Regions from separate parts of the Rattus norvegicus genome. Here region 2 is linked to region 1. Evidence: chromatin contacts called from public Hi-C data. All regions are on one chromosome and are shown on one strand. Each heading gives the region's core, a stretch centred on a gene start, on an enhancer-like site or on the middle of the called end of the contact. The rest is flanking DNA. Distances are from core to core; before and after follow the strand shown. Region 1 overlaps Pde2a (phosphodiesterase 2A). Region 2 overlaps LOC120099897 (a long non-coding RNA gene).

Evidence for each region. A called contact is a pair of places that touch in the nucleus more often than the background predicts.
Region 2: a contact with region 1 is called in a Hi-C map of Schwann cells, with 2.4 times the contacts expected there. The contact joins two enhancer-like sites. A contact is called at or near these places in 3 of 12 Hi-C or Micro-C datasets (the A7r5 cell line, Schwann cells and frontal cortex).

The regions. Positions count from the first base shown.
Region 1 is chr1:165,321,582-165,325,541 of GRCr8, reverse strand. Pde2a (phosphodiesterase 2A) reads right to left here. Exons shown (of 30, transcript NM_031079.2): 20 at 3,601-3,723; 21 at 2,988-3,058; 22 at 2,605-2,727; 23 at 2,209-2,296; 24 at 1,984-2,031; 25 at 952-1,026; 26 at 719-818; 27 at 345-457. Among named protein-coding and RNA genes, the nearest start is that of Mir139, 33 kb to the right of the region's middle. Within about 2 kb of position 1,726, at least 4 of the 93 cell types and tissues checked have an H3K27ac peak or open chromatin away from gene starts, as enhancers often do.
Region 2 is chr1:165,394,994-165,399,093 of GRCr8, reverse strand. It overlaps LOC120099897 (a long non-coding RNA gene), which reads right to left. Exons shown (of 4, transcript XR_005499356.2): 4 at 3,993-4,100. Among named protein-coding and RNA genes, the nearest start is that of Art2b, 25 kb to the right of the region's middle. Within about 2 kb of position 2,598, at least 15 of the 93 cell types and tissues checked have an H3K27ac peak or open chromatin away from gene starts, as enhancers often do.

The DNA.
Region 1 (3,960 bases), core at 477-2,976:
CCTCCTGCAAGTGGCATCTGTCCACCAAAGCCCATTTCCACGGGGGCAAATTGGGGCCCGATGTCTCAGTCCCACCCAGGGCCTACCCTCGATAGCTTAACGGGAGATGGTCCAGTACAGTGCCCACTTCCCAGTAGCCACTAGTTTTTTGTGTGACCCTGGGTGAGATCAGTGCACATCTGGGACATTTCATCTGTTACTCTGAGGTACTCTGTGTTTCGGGCTCCCCAAAATACAACCAGGGTAAATTCAGCACAGAAAGGTGTGCAGACCACTGTGGAGGCATACTGAGCTGGGCAGAGGGACTAGCCTGGGCTTCCTCAGGTTAGAGGGCTGGTTCTTACCGCAATCTTTCTGGTGGTCTTCCAGCCCTTTGTCTGGTCAGAGAGGTCACAGGAGGTCATAAGGAGGCATAGAAGAAGCCTGTGGTGTTGCTTGTTGTTTCGGTCATAACCCACTGTTGGGGGACAACGGAGTCAAGCAGGAGGACCCAGGTTCCTTGTCCCTTCTGAGAACAAGGGCCCCGCAGCCCGTCCTGAAGTAGGTCTACAGCATCCCATGGGGAACCATGCAATGGAAGATGGCCAGTACTAGGTCTGCCTGGAGGGACACCATAGCCAGGAAGGGGCTAAGGACAGGACAGAAGCACTCCAGATGTCCAGATGTTCAGATCTCCATGCTAAACCACCCATCCCTCCCCAGCAGTGAGCTGTGGCACCTTCAGCCATCTTCTGCAGGTCCTTGAAGATGCGGAGGTGGTGTGCCAGGTCCGTGGCCAAGATGATGTCCCTCATCAGGTCCAGCATTCGCTGATAGTCCTGGAGAGTGTCAGGGGAGGACTGTCACGGTCCCTGTGGCACACGACCGATCTGCCCCAAGGGGGATCGCAGCTCCCTCTGTGCAGCCGGTTCCCAGTTCCCACCAAACACATCCCCCACACAGCCCCATCACCTTCCGAGAGAAGTGGTCAAAGATATTACAGCCATGGGTGTTGAGGATAGCAATGGCCTGAGCAAAGTGGTGCCTCTGTAGGGAGAGGAGAGATGGGTCCCACTGGGTCAAAGTGTCCCCGTCACCAGAGGCTCCCAGAGAGGCAGGGAAGGCAGGCAGGGACTGGCCCCAAGCTCAGTAGAACAGGGAGAAGGAGAGTTAGAGACCCTATTCCCTTTGAGAGTGCTCTATTTGAGCTCTCTATGGCCCTGGGTAAGTCCCCAGCCAGCTCCGTGACTCAGAGCCCTTAGCTGTCACATGAAGGAACCCGATAAGGTTTGCTCAGAGGGCTTCACGGGCTGGAAGAAAATTCTGAAACAATCCCCAGATGTCCTGGACACTAATTCATGCAGAAAATATTTGTTTGCTGACAAGGGAAGGCAGTGAAGAGGCAAGGGCAAGGCCCTGTCTCCTGATAGTGAAGGGCTGTCATTCGGAGGAGGAGCAAGCGTCCCAAGGAACAAAGGGCAGGACTAGGGCTGCCACCAGGCCTCCCGGGAGACAGTGAGCACAAGCATATCTCTCTGAGTATGCCATTAGGGGCAACCTCTGGAGGGGGTGCTGCGGGAGACAGCCTGGGGCAAGGTGACCTTGAAGATGTAGTTCCCACCCTGAATCAAGACCTGCGCAAGGCACGGAATTCAGATGTCTTGGCTCTTGGTCCTGACCCAAGAGGCCATTAGAGAGCAGACCAGTACCCTTCAACCCCAGCCCCCCATCCCACAAGGCTAAACTGAGGGGATTAGAATTGGCTCTGGCCTGAAGGAGCAGGTTTGAGGGGTGGGCCTGCCCTGTTCCCACTGGTTTTGCAAACCTGACTCAGGCTGACCCAGCGGGCTTAGTCTTACCCCAACCTGTGCCTGTTTCAGGAAAATGGAACCTACGAGGCATGACTCCCACAGCCTGGCTAGAGAGCTTGGTGTGAGGGCATTCTAGCTTGCAAGTCGCTGGCTTTGAGGGTCAGAACAGGAGCTGGGCAGGATGGCAGTTTACCTCCATGACAGAGCCCTCTGAGCTGTAGAGTGCAGCCAGCACAGATTTCTGGAAAAGTCCGTAAAAGCGCTGGTTATAGCCCTCCTGTCTGGACCAGAGGGAACGCCTCCCACTGAAGGGATTGCTCCCTTCTCTCTGCCCCTGCTGCTGGTCTCACTGCCATTCCTTCCCTGGCTGAGAAGGGCAAGGCCAAGGGTCCCCACTGTGAGAAGGGCAGGCTCTCACCGAGGCCACCTGGAAGGAGTTGTTTGTGCCTCTGTGGTCCAGGTCGTGACACATGCAGGAAATAAACAACGCAAAGATCTCGATGTCCCTAGGAGGGGAGCAGAAAAGAGAAATGTCATCCAGGGCCTCCTCCCTGGGTGCCGTCAGAGGACAGACAGCTGGATGAGATGCCCAGGGGCCACCCAGTCAGAAGGTTCCGGAAAGCAGCTTCTTCTTTGGCATGCGGCAGCCCTGGGAGAATCAGGTCATCATTCTCTGTGACTGAGCAGATGACTTGTGGAAGGTGGGGCCCCCCCCCACACACACAGTAAAAAGGACAGAATGGGAAGCCAGGTAAAGGACCGGCCACACAAGCAGGGCCTCATTACTGGAGATGTGGGAGAAGCAGCCACGTACTCGAGGTAGTTGGAGAGCTCCAGATTCTTGTAGAGCAAGTAGCAAAAGTGAGAGACAGAGAAGGCGTGCATCCAGTTGTGGTAGGGCGGATCCCGGTAGCCTTTCTTCACCATCAGGCAGAACCTGTGGGCAGAGCCAGGACAGCAGAGGGGCCTCAGCCTCTCCTCCTTCGGGAACCCCTCTGGACTGCCTATCACATTCTCTCGCCTCTCTTTACTCACCATCCAGTGTCTGAGAATGGATCCTTACTCCCAGAGCCCTCCCCATCCCTACGAATCCAGTCCTCCCCCTCCTAAGAATGCTTGGGGCAAAGGACTTGAGGCTGGAGGGCAACAGGAAGGTGAACTGGGGCTCTGCTCCAAGGGCAGCGCTGGAGCACTTACCGGGCCAGAGTTGGGCAGTCAATTTTGTAGTTATTGATGAAGTTCATGTCTTGCAGCATGCTCAGGATGGCCTGTGAGGCGGGGGGGGGGGGGAGGGAAGGGGAGGGGAGGGAGAGAGAGAGAGAGAGAGAGAGAGAGAGAGAGAGAGAGAGGGAGAGAGTGTCAGTCAGAGGATTGTCACTGTCAAGATGTGCTTCCTGTCTCCACCTCTCCTGAAGCCTCATACCCAAAAATTTAGAGTCTTAATATTCTAAACTAAAGGAAAAGTAAATGGATGAATGGGCACGCGAACCATTGAAAATTTAAGGGGCCTAAAAGCTAAGATTTCTTGGAAGCGAGCTCACATATAATCTTAGAGGAATGGGCAGTGTTGCAAGCCTTGAGACCACATACCAAGGGCAGCTTTGGGGCACCACCCAGCCCACTGTTGTCCCCTAAGTCACCCCGTGGCCCCATAATGACAAAAGGCATGCCTAGTCTATCTCTGAAGGAGACTCCATAGCCTTCTTGGAGTCCCTGCCTCACCCGGAAGTTCTTATGCACACCTGACTGACATCTGTGCTTCCCGCCCTCCACCCCCATGCCCCAGCTAGACTGAGAGGGGCCAGCTCACCATAGAAGTATCGTCCTCAGGCAGAGACCGAGGAGTATAGGTGAAGTTGGCAAAGTTGGAGTCAATGGCGGCCACAGGTTGGATGCCATCATGGAGAAGTTTGGTGTATTCATCGTCAGAGACCTAGAGCAGATAAGCCAGGCATGAGAAGATGGCCTCTTCCCTCTCCAGTGTCCTACCCATCAAATCCCCTTGCAGGGGACCAAATTTTCTCCTGGGTGAGAGCCTGCTGGCTGTCTTCAGATTGGGCTAAGAAAAAAGCTTGGGAGATGTGGGGAGGCCCCCTAGGCAGAGCAGAGACCAGGTAATGGTGTGGGTCTGTTTTCCCATTCTCAAGAGCCAGCAATGCCAAGCTCAGCC
Region 2 (4,100 bases), core at 1,349-3,848, 73 kb before region 1:
GTACATCACCAGCTCTGCAGAACAAGCCCGGATCACTCCAGAAGCAGACAGATAAAACTGACCAGACAGAAAAGATAAGATTGGGCCTCGCCTAATTACAGAGTACTGTGACCTATTTACAGAAAACTGTGTGGCAGGCACTGAAGAAGGTGTTTCACCTATAATAATAAGCAGATAGCCTTTACTGAATATTTGCTCTATCAGCCAGACCCTAATTTCTACGTAATGTGTAGTCATCACCTTGAATTCTAATAATAATCCTAAAATGTATATTATGTTATAGACAAATGAACAGCACCTAAGAAGTGCAGCAGAATTAAGAAACTTGAGGGCTGGAATGTAGCTCAGTGGTAAAATACTTGCCTACCATGCATAAGGCCCTGGATTCAATAACCCAGTATTACAACAAACAAACAAATAATAAATAAATCAATAAATATTAAAAATTACCTAATTATTGAAAAAATACTCAAGAAGGTCATATCACTGTTGAATATCTAATGTATGCCAGACAGCCTTGTAGATGCGAGGTATTATGTTTAACCCAAAACTAAAGAAAAGATCTCAGAATATAACATTATAGTCCAAGCTTACAGAGCTGGCCAAGTTCATGTATAAACTCGAGGGATATGTATCAGATTCTAGCATCTTCTTCTGTCTCATACTGGAACACATCCTGTCTTCTGATGTGTCTCCCTGACAGTCTGCTCTGACGGCATCCTTGCATGCACCAGCTGTGTGGCAGAAATCACTCTGGGCATCTGAAGGTGAACAGACAGACAAGACCTTGTTTGCATGGAGCCCACAGTAAGGGACACGGAAGGGAACAGCTGATGAACAACCCATTCCAGAAGTCTTGATGGATCTGTGCTGAGTGCTGCAGGGTGAGAGGAAGTGGGGAGTGAGTCTGAGAGGCTGGAAGGCTGGGAGGAAGAGAAGAGGAAGTAAGTTCACACAAGAAACAATCACAGAGACAACCAATAGGGTTCAAGCATGTTTTTGTTTGTTTGTTTTTTAATTACCAGCATGAACTCTGAACTGGATTGCCTGGATTTGATCTCTATAGGTACTGTATATTACTGTGCCCTTGGGCAAGTTTACCATCTGTAAACTAGAAGCAAAATTACTCCACCCTTTAAGGCTACTGTGAGGATTAAATGAGTTAACCAATCTACACACTCAGAGCCGCTGTTCGCGGTGCTGCCTACGCAGAGCCTGATGATTCCGCTGCATACCTTTATATTTGACTTCCTCCACTCTACAAGCAAACTTTTCTCCACATCACCAAAACCTTCTTTGTTAAACACAGACCGTGTGAGCATTTATGCCCGCTAATACATGGAAGGGGAGATAAATACCTCCCCAGAGGCCTTGTGGTCACCCCAGAGAGAGAAGGTGGGTGGACCTTATCAGTGTCTCCTCTATAGAGATTTTTATTGCTGTTTTGGGAACACCACCGCCACCACCAAAGAACAAAGAGACCTAAAAATAGGATAAAGAGCCCAGCAACAGATCCACACGTTATTTATGAGTGGGATTTATGACAGAGTACACTCCACTCTGTCAGGGCTATTTAAAAAATCAGGTCGATGAGATAACTGTGTTGGAAAAGGAACCCTGACCCCACTTACACAGTCGTCGAAAGTTAATTCGGAGAGGGCCACCGTCTTCAGTGTGGAGCTGAAATGAGGTAGCTGAGCTTCTTGGAGAACATGGATGGAACAGATTTACTAAGAAGAACGTGGCAAGCTGAGCTTCTTGAACGTTAAGAACCTCTGTACATCAAAAGACACCATTAACAGAGCAAAAGAGAGGCCACAGACGGGGGCGTATATATTTGTAGAGTATGTGCTGGCAGTGTCATCTCAGAAAGGTACATCAGCATTAATATACATATAGCATGCTAGTAGCTCACATAGATTAAGCTTTCTATCGCTGTAACAAATACCCAAGGTAGGTAACTTATAAAGCAAAAAGGGTTTGGCTGTATATATGGGTTGGAGTAAAGTATTCTCTCTCTCTCTCTCTCTCTCTCTCTCTCTCTCTCTCTCTCTCTCTCTCTCTCTCCCTCCTCTCTCGGTTTATTGGAGTTCAAAGTTTCAGAGATTTCAGGCTGTGGCTGATTGGTTGACTAGTGGCTTTGGGCTGATGACACCATGGTAGGAGCCTGTGGCAAAAACAAAACTGCTCACCTCATGCCCAGAAAACTAAAAAGAAAGAGAAGGGCCCAGGTTCCATTATTCCCTTGAAGGGTATAAATCCTCCCTCCCATAAGCTCCACTTCTTAGAGGTCTACTGCCTCCCATGGTGCTGCCTAGAGACCAGGCCTCTGGGGCGTACTTATGACGCAGGACTGTCAATCATCAGTGAGGAATAATGAATATATACATGTATATATATATTTATATATATCCAGAAGAATCTTAAAAGACTTAGTGCAAAGTGAAACTTGCTGTATTTTAGCCAAGCATCCAAGAAAAAAGAATCTGTGACTTCATCACCCATATGCCGGCAAACGCTGAGTGGGATTGCAGATCCCACCCTCGTCTGCAGCGAGGCACTGAACTCCCTGCTGTGGGAACATCGGGGAAAGCTGAGTAGGGAGCTGGGACTCTCATCCCTGCTGAGCCTTAATAAGATCCCCAGTACTGCAGAGACCGTGCAGGGAGCCTGGCCTTTCAGTTCCCACAAGGCAGTCCCAGGGAGCCCTCCTCCTCTTGTACAGATGGAACCTGGTGGTTGGGGGCTGGTGGAGAACTTGTCCCACCCACACTTGGCAATAATGAAGTGGAGCGTGTAGCCCCTTATGCTGCTAGAACAGGTTTAAGTAAGACCCAGAGTCTCAGCACACAAACGCCCAAGATTTAGCCTGCTTTTCCTATCATGCCGCGCTTGCCTGTTCAGGTTTTTATTCACCAATACCCCCTGGTCTGGGGGCCACAAACACCAGAATTTATGTCCCAGCCATGGAGGCTGTAACACTTCCAGGGCAAAGGCACTCTGGTTCCCCGCGCACCTCTCTGTTTCGGCATGCAGATGCCTGTTTCCTGCTGCATCTTCCATTACAGGCAAGCCTGTGAAAGAGACTTCCTTTTTCTATGGTCTGCCATGAGCATTGAGGATCCTGGAACCTTGACTAGGGGTGGCGAAGGAATAGAGAAAGGACAGACACACATGTAGGAAAGCTGGGGTCCAGTGCGGGTCTGGGCAGCGATGAGTCTGCACCTACCACATCCAGCAACCTGGAACCCCAACCTGGAACCTCAGTGTGGATTCTTATGCACAGCACAGAGGGCAGGACTAGCCAGTCCAGGTAGGAGGTCTTCATAGATGAGCAATCTCAGACTATAGACATACTGGAAGAGGAAGCCACGGGTGCCAGTTTTTGTACACACTGGTCAATCCACTCTGAAACCCCCAAGGAGGGGTCTGACATCCTTCTTTAGCCTGGCCATTAAGGGGAAATGGTCTTACCCTGCCCACATCAGAACTACACTCACTCAGGGCCTCCTCTGTCTCTCAATACAGGGGTCTTCCTATGTAGCCCAGGCCGGCTTCAAAGTTGGGATCCTTCTGCCTCAGCATCCTGAGTGAAAGATAGCCCAGTGTGCATAATAGCTGCCTCTCCTTCCGAGAGTATTCTTCTCAGCAGAGCACAGCCCTGCCCTTACAGCCTCATCTAACCTCTCTAACACTCCAATTTCAAATGACCTCACATTGGGCAGTTGGGAGTTAACAGATGGACTTAAGGGGAGTCAAGCATTTGGTCTGCAGGATCAACCGAGAACCAGGGAAACCCCAAACTGAACTTCAAAAGGACAGCCTCTACAGGAGCTGGGGAGATAGCTTAGTGGGTAGTGTTTGCCACCCACTGAGCTCAGAATCTGAGTTCAGACTTCTAAGCACACATGCTTGAGTCCTTGTCCAGTGAGTTCAGTAACCCAGAACTGAGATGTGGAGTCAGTGAAAGAAAGGACTCTGACCACTTGTCATTCGAGCAAGCGGACCGGAGTAGCTCAAGCCATCTTTATTACACAGAATTTCAGAACATTCAAACAGTTTCAGATTTCCCTTAATCATTATCCAAGAATCTCAACCAG